Linked DNA regions of Zea mays: region 2 is linked to region 1. Evidence: chromatin contacts called from public Hi-C data. All regions are on one chromosome and are shown on one strand. The core of a region is the stretch at or near the end of the contact, and the rest is flanking DNA. Distances in the headings are between cores, read along the strand shown.

Region 1 (6,100 bases), core at 3,116-5,615:
CGGCTGTCGGCTGCAATTAACTAAACTTTGCCCTGATCGATTGTCGCACCACTCTGTCACCCTAACGTTTGCAATTTCTCACTGTCGCATCTCTACGCATTCGCTGCCATAGCCGTCTTTTATCCTCGACTTATTACCTTAAACCACTGAAGTAAAATTTGAATAACTGAATATTTGTTGCTGTTGTTTCTATTAAAGTAAACATTAAATGACTCAAGTAAATCTTAATGACTGAATATTTATCCCTATTGTATGTTAAATTAAACATTAAATGAATGAATCAAACTTGGAATGGCTGAATATTTATTGGTGCGTGTTGCATGTGATTGGAGGATCAACCCCATTTAGGGTTTGTTCGTTTATTCCTATCCCATATGGATTGAATGAGATTGAAAAAATTATGAAAGATTATAACTTGTTTGGGATTGAAACTCATCCAATCTCACCCAATACACATGAATTGAGAGCAAAACGAACATGCCCTTAGGGATGGCAATAGGTTAGGTTAAGTCGGGTGAAACAGAAACCCACTCGAGCGATGTATCCGTGAAGTCTAATCAACCCGGTCAGTGATTGCACAAGTGTAATTGGAAACAACCGACCCATCCATGCATCTCGTCTTTGGGGTTGCCACCTGCGACGAGGCCCGCTCGACTGGAGCTGGAGGTCTGTTGCCGGCTCTGCTACAGTGGCGTTGCCTGTGGTCACCGCGAGATGCCGATCATGCCCCCGCAGTATAGATGACCAAAAAGCACGAGGCCCGTGAGCCCGGCACGAAGCCCGCTTTTTGGGCCCGGTCCGAACCCGGCACGGTAGAATAAGCGAGCGGGTTTGGACAGGAAACTAGGCACGACAGGCTAGCCCGGCACGGCCCGTTTACCTCTAAGCCCGTTAAGCCCGTTTTTTTTACACTAAAACGTGCTTACCGACCCGTTTAGCCCGCTTTTCGACCCGTTTTTTCGTGCTAAACGGGCCGGCCCGGCCCGTTTAAGCCCGCTGCGGGCCGGGCTTGGACAGAAAATTAAGCCCGCTGGCTCAGCAGGCCCGGCCCGTTTGGCCATCTCTACCCCGCAGGCAGCAGCGCACACCATGCATGCCGGCCGGCGTGTACGAAACACGTAAGGAATCCGTTACTACTGCCACCTCATCTTTTAAAAAATATCTCAAAATAGTGCCAAAAAAATTAAAATATTACTTGCTTCGTTTCTAAACTAGTATTTATTTTAGCAATTTATTTCTATGTCTATATTCAACAAACGTAGACACATATATAGAACACATACAACAAATATTGTATGAATCTACCAAAATGACAAAACAAATTTTATTATAGAATGGAGGGAGTGTTTAGAACATTAAAAACAAATTGAGCTCTAACAGGTAAGCCATAAATTATATATTTTAAAAAGTAAATTACATTATCAAGAGATAAAATGTTAAGAATTGTGTAGAAAATAAGAGTAGGGCACTCATCTGGAATATATATTTGGGTCACTTCATCATATGTCCTATATTTCTTTAAATTAAAATTTATAAAATAAAACACTTGGAGCTATTTTTTTATGAGTTAAGCATTATATTTTAAGATAAGAACCACAAGATCATCAGAGTTTTGTTTGGTGTATGATGTAAGCCATCTTGTTCGTGTTCTGGATTGTAAAATCCACTGAGCACGGCAACCTGACCAAGCGGTCACTCACAGCTCGGCCACCTCATGCATATCAAATGTTTATCCACAGATAATAAAAATATATATTAGTAAATAATAGGCCATATATATCAAATGTTCGACTCATGAACCCAGCAGACGATCATTTAATTCCTCCAATAATTGCAAAGCAAACTACAACACTTGACATATAGTGACGACTTGCTCATCAACCAATCTGAGCAGGCATTCCACTCCACTAGTCCACTTCAATTGATGTTCATATCCTCAGCACCAGCCCCGTCTCCGTCTGCAGTCACTATTATGTTAAAAAGGATACAGAGAACCTTTCTTTCTTTCTTTATTTTTTAACATTGGAAGACTTTATTTTTTATATAACAAACAAACAAACTCCGAGGACCATACATACAAAGAAGTAGAGAACTAACCACCGCTTACATAAGCTTAGCTCTGCTTTTCATGTGCACAAGGACCATAACCAAAAAGCCAAATAAAAGTACATACCCTCGTTTTCTGACGAAGTGTAAATAGGGCGCCTTGCACGTTGTTGCTGTTGTTGGCGTGTTGGCTGAAACAATAAACCAGAAAGAGAGAAAGCAAAATAAAATAAGAGACCATGGGTACATCACATATAACTAGCAGAGTGGTACCTGAAGCTTGGGCCTAAGTGCCTCCAGCGGTCCTTTTGGTTTGGCAACACCTTGCTGTACATAACCAATCAAAGTGTCATGCATGCATGCAAGTTCCAAACCTCAACTCGCTAGATTAAACGTACTGAGGCCACACAAATTAAAGAGAAGAATACCTTCCCTAGAGCCCAGTCAGCAGAATCAAAGTAGGCCCGCTCATGATCCTACAGTTACAGAAGAGAATTTTAACACTGGTGACAGACAGCACTTCCCACCCTTAGGGCTGATTTGATTTGGTGAACAGGGAATTGGAGCAAGGAACCTTTGAGATGAGTGGGGGCTTTTTGGGCATTAGTCCTCCAAACTTCTTCTTGATTGCTTCTTCCTGCACACAGGAACATTATTACAATCTATCATGCCACTCTTAATTAGAGCAATTTGGATGAGTGCCATTGAAATGGCTGTACGTAATAATACTGTATGATCTCCAGGACTAGTGCTGAAAAATAACCTGTTGCTGTGCTGAGGGCATAGAATTGTCTTCAGTTTGGTCCATAGGTTGAGGATTTCCATCAAGTGCAGCAGGCACATTGGAGTCCTTCACCTCCGACATGATGCTATTTTTTTGTCTGTTTGTTAGCTGTATATTAGTCAGATGGGAAACAAGAAAAGCCAATGTCAGCGTTCAGATGTAAAAAGGCATGCATCATCATGGGTAAAAAGGCAGACTAATATGTTCGTGTTCTTTAGGTGCTGAACAAATTACTCCACCATCACCAGTAGCAGTAGCTGATAATGTTTTTGCTTGCTGTTTCTGAATTTTGGTGTGATGACTTTTTCTTTTTTCCCGGGAGTAGTGAAGAAACAGATCATGTATGATTTATTTGGTCTACCCCCCACCCTCAGGACTCAGGTTGTGTGCTGCATTGGTTATCATCATTAAGAAAGCCATGGCCATGTGATGGATGTCTGAAGGAGCTGTGTGTGTGATGTTCACTCCAGTGGCGGACCCAAAGGGTATATGGATAGGCCTCCGACTACCCTAAAATTTAGTCTAAAAACATACTACATTTGAGTGTTTAGATCCATAGAAACAGATCTATGCAGCTTACAATCCTATTATGAGACATTTTGATTATTTTCTAATAATGTTCCGATGATGTACCGAACGGACGAAAATTAGATATATGTAGTACCAAATTATACACAATATATATTCTCGACTGCCCTGGGTCCGTGACTGTGTTCACTCATCAGTTAGTACGATCGAGAGAAGGAACAGAGTAACAAGTAGTAAAGGAAACCGGCCAGTATGACATGGCTTCGACTTGGAACATGCATGTGAAGTTGCCTGTTTTTGCTGAATGTGGAAAAGGGAGAGGCAGAAAGAGTTTGGTTAGCTAAAACAAGGGGATCCAATCCGATCCATATGGATGTGCACGCATGCCTACATAGGTTAAATTAAACAAGGGGACCCATCCAATTGCGGTTGGGTTTGGGTGTCCACAGCGAAATCGTTGGTTCTCTGTATACTCCCATAGCGTGGACTCCAAGCCAAGGAGCAGAGCAATCCATCCATCCATTCGCATGATTGAAATCGGAGATGTGAAAAGGGCTTGGTCATACACTAACACTAATGGAAGCAAAGCAAGCAGCAAGCAGAGGTAGGGTGGTTGCTTACCAGAGCAGAGCAAGGAGAAGCGGAGGGGACGGGATGCTTCTGCTGCGATGAGGAATCGAGTCCAGTACGGAGCAACCAAGGCGGCACTCAACTCTCAGCACGGGGATTCTAAATTCGAAAGGAGAATTGAGGACGACGAGGCGGCGGCCTGGTGGTGGTGGTGGTGGAAGAGAAGGGGAAGGGGAAGGGTGATTTGGATGGATCGGCGGTCGGGTCCGGATCTGGATGAAGAGGGGAGGAAAGAGACCACGCACGCAGGAGCAGAGCAGAGCGTAGAGCGTGTGGGGGTGGGGCCCGCCTACCCTACCTCCGGTTCCGTTCGGCCGGCCCTCTCCTCTCTTCTGTCTTGTCTCCGCTCGGCACTGCACATGGCTGGCATCGGTTGCACATGCGTATGCTTCTTCTCCAACTAATATAAAGGGACCCACACGGTTTCAGTCTACTACCGTCCCAAAATAGTACACATCTAACTTATCAAATTTATCGATTGTTAGCTTATTTTTAAATTAAACCACAATAAATAGAAAAATAGAGAGAATTTAATTCCATCTCTTATTTTAAACTATAAGAAAAAGAAATGTAATTTACCATACAAAACAGCGTGCGGCATCGCTGTGGATATTGTTGGCTTGGCACTCAGAGACACTTACTCGGCTTTATTTGCTCATGATTAATCTGAGAATGACAAATTTATGAATGATTGCTGCCTTGCATCACTTTGTTCATTTGCGATCACACCATATCCTCGAATACAAAATCACATGCATGCATCTCCAAATGTTATCATGCATATCAACTGGATGGAACAAGAGACACTTCTACTAGGACGCAACTAGGGATAGCAATAGGAAATTCCCCACGGGGGAATCAGGTCCCTATTGTCATCTCTAGACACAACACAGCACAGCATACACAGGGATTATATTTCCTTTCATCGACCGATCTCTGCTACAAAAGAGCATCAGACAGACATCAGTAGTAGGTGCAGGATCCATAGCTGGGATCGGACTGCACCACGAGCGCCGAGTTGTTGAAGTAGCAGTTCCAGGGGTGCCTGCCATTGGCGGCATAGTAGAGGTTCATGGCGACGGCGGCGCGCGACACCAGGTTGTCCGGGTAGTAGCACGGCCCGCCCTTCTGGATCACGCCGCAGCTCACCTGGGAGCACGCGTAGTTGAGGTTCAGAGACAGGATATCGTTGGACGCCGACGGCTTGGCAACGCACCACGTTTTCTGTGCAGCAGCAGCAGCAACACTTCCTACAAAACAGCTTTCATTCCTTCTTCTTCTTGTTCCAATCAACAACAGTTGACACACAGCACGGCAATCTTAAGAATGAAATGGAACAAGGAGAAGAGCATAGGAAAAAGGTATACCTGAGACGAAGTAGAGGAGCACAAGCCCCAGGGAGAGGATCAGTAGCCGACCACCTCTTGCCATCTTGCCCTTGTTCTGCAGCAAGCTAGAGCTGACAGTGCACTCCTTGTCGTGGAGACAGATCACCGAGATCAGACGGAGTACTCTGCCTGCACTGCACTGCAGGTTCTCTGGTTTATAAAGGGAAGGGAACAACACTCACTGGAATGGACCTTGGGTGGGGACTGGACTTAAATAGGTGACACTCTGCGTTGCTTTGCATTGCTTGCTGGACGGTCATGCCACACTCATGTGCACCACACAGACTCTCTGGCTTCAACCCAAGGCAACCTACCATGTGCTCGTGCTTCAGTTCCATAGCCAATATTGCTGCCCATTTTGTTCTGCTCTTTGCATCTCTCCCTCTCAAGTCTGTCTCTCAACTCCCATTTCTCACCTCACCTCATCACAAAGCTTAAGTGTCCTCATTCCCATGTATGCTAGTCAAAAGGGCAAAACAGGTGTTATGCAATGGGGGATAAAAGACACTTCTCCTCCTGCTCACGATTCTTCCAAACGTGAGTTTACTTCCCTATCTTTTTATGCCCAGCAGAGACCATATCTGTTCTCTTTAGTACCCATAAGAGATCCTCTGTATTTACTCATGGCTCTACATGCTCCATACCAAAACCAAACAAAAAGTCATGATGATTACCGAATCATACATTACTCTTCCCATGTGGTGTTCCATAACCACCAATTAGG
Region 2 (5,767 bases), core at 657-3,156, 270 kb before region 1:
AAGATGTTTATGTATGCAAGTGTTAGTGGTCGAGGGATACCAGCCAAACCCGACCAAAAAGGTCTATTTATATCCTGACAAAGGAATCTAAATGTCACCTCTTGAGAAACAAAAACCAGATGCATCAAACATGTTCGGTGCACTGCTTGCGCTGCACTGAACACACATGTGGTACACAAGATACACCAATGTGCTTCCAGCAGCTATAAACCAGTCGTTAACACTTGTCAAATGTCTCAGCGAGCAATTAGACTACGAAACGAAACGAGTGTGTGACTTAAGATTGAGTCTTGGGCTATCTTGGGCTAGACAACCACCAGATGAAGGTCTACAAGCCTAGCCCTTGTGTGGTTACGCTTATATTCTAACCATACTCTTGAAACATATAAACTCGAATACAATGATAATTTAGGTTAAGTGTCAACTTCTACTGAAGTCTAGTCTGATTTTCTTGGCTTTTGTGTAAGGACATGGTTTTTTTTTGGTAAGTCTAGGGTGATACATAATTTGGTTTCCAAAATTGATGGAGACATGGCTCATTGTTAATACAGTTATGTGTAAACTATTACCTTCTTTTTCTTTTAAAATTAGTCCTAAATAATTTAGCAGAGCTCTCGATAACTTCCATTTGTGTTTTTTTGCACTATGGTAAGGAGACATCTTTTATGAGTTGTTTGTCTGGCTTCTTTAGAGGCTTTGGTTGTATGTGTCTTTCGTTCTCTTTGTTATTTATTGAGCAAAGTCTTGTCAAATGCTAACTTAAGAAATTAATCCATGAGACTGTTCGCGATAGATCGTGTAAAAATAGGAGATGCGATCTATAAACTACACTGTTTGTATAGTGAAGTTTAAAATAGCGGATAAGATAGAGATATGACAGGAAACAACCTGATAAAAGGTTTAGATGTAACAAAAGGTTTAGAGGTAAGAAGATGTTTCTTTTACAATAAAGGGTGAAATCATGGCTTCTCTGTCTTCTGGATGAATTGGTCAAACCGGTTGCAATTGCAAATTGCAAAGAAGTGCTAAGCAACAGATGAAAATGAACGGATAAAATTACTCCCCTTCGTTTTATTTGCTTTGAGCTTTTTTTTGTGCATTGTAGAATTCCAACGAGAACATGAGTACATGACAAAGATATTATGCCATATTATAACAGTAGAGAAAAGTGTATGAGTCTATGAAGGTAAGACGGGTCATCTATTGTGAGACTCATCCGTATAACCATATAAACTTTTAATTTGAATCACATGATGTTGATATAAGGAGACGTGCGAAGGAGTGGAAGAGGGATTTGAAAAAGTGTGATTAACAGCAGGCGGTTAAGTGTAAGATTATCCACGTTCCGCGTCCCTTACATCAACATCAAGTGATTTAGATTAAAAGTTTGCATGGTTATATAGATAGGTTGATTTGCACTAGATACGTTGCCAACTGAATTTTGCTGTGACCGACCACGGCCAGAGTCATCCATGCGTAGCACGTGATCTTCCTCTGGCCTCTCTGCCCTTCCTTGACCCTTGTTCATTTCATCGCACAAAACCAAAGTGGAACTGGAACACGGGTATTGGATGTGAAACGGAAGCTCAAGCAAAGCAAATTTACTGCCAGCAGCCAACAAACAAATGGGAACATATCCTGTGCTCATGGAGCTCTTGTGCTCATATGAGCACTTTAAATCTGGTGCCTTCATTTCTCATCCAGGGGTGAGAGCAGCAGTGGCACATAGAAGCGACAGACGGCGCAGGTGGTCAAGGGTGACGCACAGAAGAAACTAGAAAATGTCTATTCACACTTAGATGAGAAATGAAGGCACCAGATTTAAAGTGCTCATATGAGCACAAGAGCTCCATGAGCACATGATACGTTCCCCAAACAAATAGCCTCTCTCTAACTACTCCGTCCATCATCTTCCCCGTCCGTCGCATTCATCCGATCCGCCCCCTCCTCTCCCATGGCCCATCACCCCTGCTCCACCAATCTCTAGCGCCTTGCGCACCAGCAAGCTTCCAAATCTCTGCTCTACTCTTGGACGGACAGAGAAAGGGAGGGGACCCAAACCAGATCTTGGCAACACCACTGCTCCACCCAAACACAGGTAGAGTAGAGTAGAGTAGAGTAGGGCTGTGGTGGTTCAACTCCCTCCCATGTTCATGGGCTCATAGGTGAACCACCGCCGCCCACCCAGGGCATTGGGGCTTCTTCGTCTCCTCCCCCCCCTTCAAAAACTCCTGCTTTCTTGGGGGTTTTGGTTCCCGCACAAGGTCGGAGCCACGGAGAGGGGAGGGGTCTTGCTGCTACAACAGCTGGGCCTGGGAGGACGAATCTATCTTGGCAACAGGTGAGGGAAGCCGTCCTGTTTGCGCATGGAGGCGGTCTCAATGTCGCCGTCAACCGTCTCCTCCCACACCCACGACGACCACGACGCCGCTTCCGTCACCGAGGCCATGTCCTTGCAGGAAGGCCTCCTCTTCTCCGACACCCTCAAGGTACTACTATCTAGCACCTCCCTCTTCTCATCTACGAAAGACTCCATTTTCCCCCCTACTTGTTGTTCCTGTGGATCTAACTCGTGCGCCTGCGGAAGAAACCGGATTGCATTCCTTGATTGCTGCCTGCCTGCCGGTGTTCACACCAAAAAAAAAATGCCCCATTTCCGGGTTTCCCTGTGCGCTTGGCTGTCCATGTCAATCACAAAGATTTTGTAGGTCTATCCATCCATCCATCTAGTATCTCAATCACACACTGTGCTACTGTACGGGCGTGTTGTCCTGTCCATATCTTGTTACAGCAATACAACTAATCTTGTAGGAGTATACTACAACCAATAACATCAGCCATTTATGAAGGTCTAACCTTGAAGTCTTGGATTGCTTTATTCCTTGTTGAAATCTCGGATTGCTCTCTGCCTTTCGACAAAAGAGAGAGAACCATGCATCACTGGTATAATAGCTTTTTTTTGGAAATGGAAATATCATTCCGGCCTTTTGCATGTTCATGCATACAGCCATACAGCTCAAGTAATACATCATCTCAACAGTTTGTGAATCAAACAATAATAGCTGCCTTTGCAGCTCTATAATGGCCGCACCTTTTCTCCCCCCCCTACTTTTGCCCTTATTAAGCGAAAGCGCCATCCCATTTGGAGTTTGAAAATGGACTTGGTCTGCATAACGGCGGCAACATGACACCGACTCAGCACCGAGGCTCTTCCTAATAAAAGTTGCATCAAGGCTTTTTGTGATTTATGACATTGCTTTGCCTATATATCCGAGTGCTATTTGTTCGACAAAATATTTAACCTGCCGTTCTTGAGAGTTTACTGGTCTGCTAGTGCCAGCCTAGAACGTGCTTGCTGCCATCTATTGTCAAATTTGTCTCTGCTTGGGGTAAAGAAAAGCAGATAGAATCCTTGCCCACAGCCACAACAAAACCCCCCCACATGGCTATGCCTTTGTCAATGATTAATGTGTCTCACATAGGTGCTTATCTGGCATTTATTATTACTATCTCCTATGCTCTATCCGCCTGAGTTTAATAAAGTATGCTTTGTTTGTAGGACCTGAGGAATCTGCGGTCACAGCTGTACTCAGCGGCAGAATATTTTGAAGTATTTTACAGGAACAACTCGCACAAATCTACGTATGAATCCTTCTCTGGATCTTTGTTTCCTTGTCTGTTCTGTTTGCTGTTTGCTTCAATAAAGAAGTAGCAACACTTATCCTCTCACCATGATCTTCCTATGTAGTGTGATGACGAGTTTGAAAGATTACACAGTTGAGGCCCTTGTTAGCACAGTGGACCATCTGGGTTTTGTGTCATACAAGGTGGATAACCTTGTCAGCGAGAAAGCTGTCGAGGTTAAGGAGACTGAATTCCTAGTGTCTTCAGTTGAACAGGTATAGTGCTCAAGTGTTGACTGTGGAAACTTCCTTTCAGATGATTGTTCTCTTGACCCAGTCTGCCAGTATGGAATGATTATCAGAGATAGCATTACGTTTTTGCACCTGTACCGTACCGTTCTTCACACCATTGGTTCTTATGATTGATTGTAGAGGGTACGAATTTGCCAACAGACAACTGACCAGGAGGCAAGATCCCAGCAAGCTCTTCTTATCAAGGCGCCAAAGTATCATAGGCGTTACATATTACCAGGCAATTTCATGCTCTATTTTATTTGTTAATGTATTATATAGCAGTCCTTTTATTTTTTTTGGTTCGTACAACAACATACAGACCATCATAGATAGGTTGTATTTTGTATAGGCCTGGATCTACTGGAATCTTCCATCCACCCGGTTTCAGAACCTCCACGGTATAGCAGGCAGTATACAGGCCGCAAGATGCACAAGTCCCAGTCTTGTAAGTAGTTGGTCACATTTCTGATCTCTGAACTTGCGAAAAGATTACTTTGATACTGATCTGAACTCGTTGCAGCCATTTCTACTCCAGTTCGTCGGCAGGCTACGATGAGGTAAACAGATAGTAACTCTCAGATCCCTCTTCACTTTTGTTTGAGTTTGAGGGTCAAAGCCAATGTCCAATGGCCAAAGAGATACACTAACACTAGTGCTGGTATGCCCGGCCGATCTGCTGCAGGCGTGAACCATCTCCTACACCTAACGATCGGTCGCGGTCGTTATCGCCTTCTCGTAAAGCACGAGCTAAATCTCCATCTCCTCGAATCGTGAACACAAATACTGCAAGAGGTACGCTGTTCACCGAGCAGATGTTTGAGATGTGAAGCTTGCATAGAAAGGACATTCATTATCGCCTTCCCCTTTTTGCTACACAGAAACAAGGGCAGGCTCCCCGATACCAAATTCCAGCCCGATGGCACGGTCCGCCTCTACGGTTGCAAGAAGACCGCCTTCGAACTCGAGGCATTTGAGACTAGCTTCCATGCAGTTGCACAGCGACTGGGAGCAGCAGGAGAGAAGCTCAAGCAAAGGCAGGAGGGGTTTCCTCAGGTCGCTGCTCACGAGGCGCCGGTGGAGGAACGACGAGTCGTCCTTGTACAGTTACTTGGATGAGTACTGATTGCTGGAATGTTGGAACTGAAAAAAGTCTGGTGTTAACTGAATCTTCTATAGATGGATGCGATGCTCTCTGCTTTGCCAAAAGGTTTTGGTTTCCCGTTTCCATTCTTCACTTGCCCATGGTGAAAGCGACGGGTAGATGATGCACCGATCCGATCCTACCCACCCTGCCCTGGTCCTGGTCCTGGAATGGCAGAAGGCGACGACCTCTTCGTTGGATCCGTACGTCGGCCGTGGGCGTCGCCATCAGGACAGCCACCACTACAGCAGGGACGCGAGCGCGGGGACGGTGGTAGAATATTACTGCCCGGTGCGCGTCGACTGCGACGCGGTGGCCGGAGCAGCTGCTGCTGCTCCATGCGCCTTTTCTTGGCATCTACTAATTTCTCTGTTTGTTGGGGCTGCTGTGACAGTGATGTATGTATGCATCGAGCCCGTTGTTAATTATCCATCCGGATGCAATCAATCAAGCGGAGAAGGACCTGGGCATTGGCCACTGCCAACCCGCCACAAGTGACGGCCGTCATGCCGACATGCCGTGGCCGGTCCACCACTACCTTCCCGACGGGCCGCATTGGATTCCTCCCGTCCTCCTCCCGTCTCGCCATCGCTTCCTGTTCCTCTTCTTCCGCCGCCGCCGTACGATCACACTAGCACCGCCAGCCGCAAGGTCCCATGGACCTCGACCCGGCCTATCCCCCATCAGCCTGCGCCGACGCCTGGCCCTT

What was found. A called contact is a pair of places that touch in the nucleus more often than the background predicts.
Region 2: a Hi-C map of tassel shows a contact between it and region 1, with 3 times the contacts expected there. The contact joins the promoter of LOC100282198 here to the promoter of LOC100282125 in region 1. A contact is called at or near these places in 2 of 25 Hi-C or Micro-C datasets (endosperm and tassel).

The regions. Positions count from the first base shown.
Region 1 is chr3:1,398,681-1,404,780 of Zm-B73-REFERENCE-NAM-5.0, reverse strand. LOC100282125 reads right to left here and starts at 4,365. Exons shown (of 7, transcript NM_001155038.2): 1 at 3,980-4,365; 2 at 2,810-2,938; 3 at 2,621-2,683; 4 at 2,475-2,522; 5 at 2,320-2,373; 6 at 2,174-2,237; 7 at 1,625-1,958. The coding sequence starts at 2,911. The coding sequence ends at 1,918. LOC103649530 (glucan endo-1,3-beta-D-glucosidase-like) reads right to left here and starts at 5,558. Exons shown (of 2, transcript NM_001329109.1): 1 at 5,356-5,558; 2 at 4,673-5,238. The coding sequence starts at 5,419. The coding sequence ends at 4,952.
Region 2 is chr3:1,668,125-1,673,891 of Zm-B73-REFERENCE-NAM-5.0, reverse strand. LOC100282198 reads left to right here and starts at 1,906. Exons shown (of 8, transcript NM_001155110.1): 1 at 1,906-2,489; 2 at 3,560-3,642; 3 at 3,749-3,899; 4 at 4,056-4,155; 5 at 4,267-4,362; 6 at 4,438-4,474; 7 at 4,600-4,709; 8 at 4,796-5,123. The coding sequence starts at 2,367. The coding sequence ends at 5,040. It overlaps LOC103649534, which reads left to right and starts at 5,317. Exons shown (of 5, transcript XM_008675250.3): 1 at 5,317-5,767. The coding sequence starts at 5,715.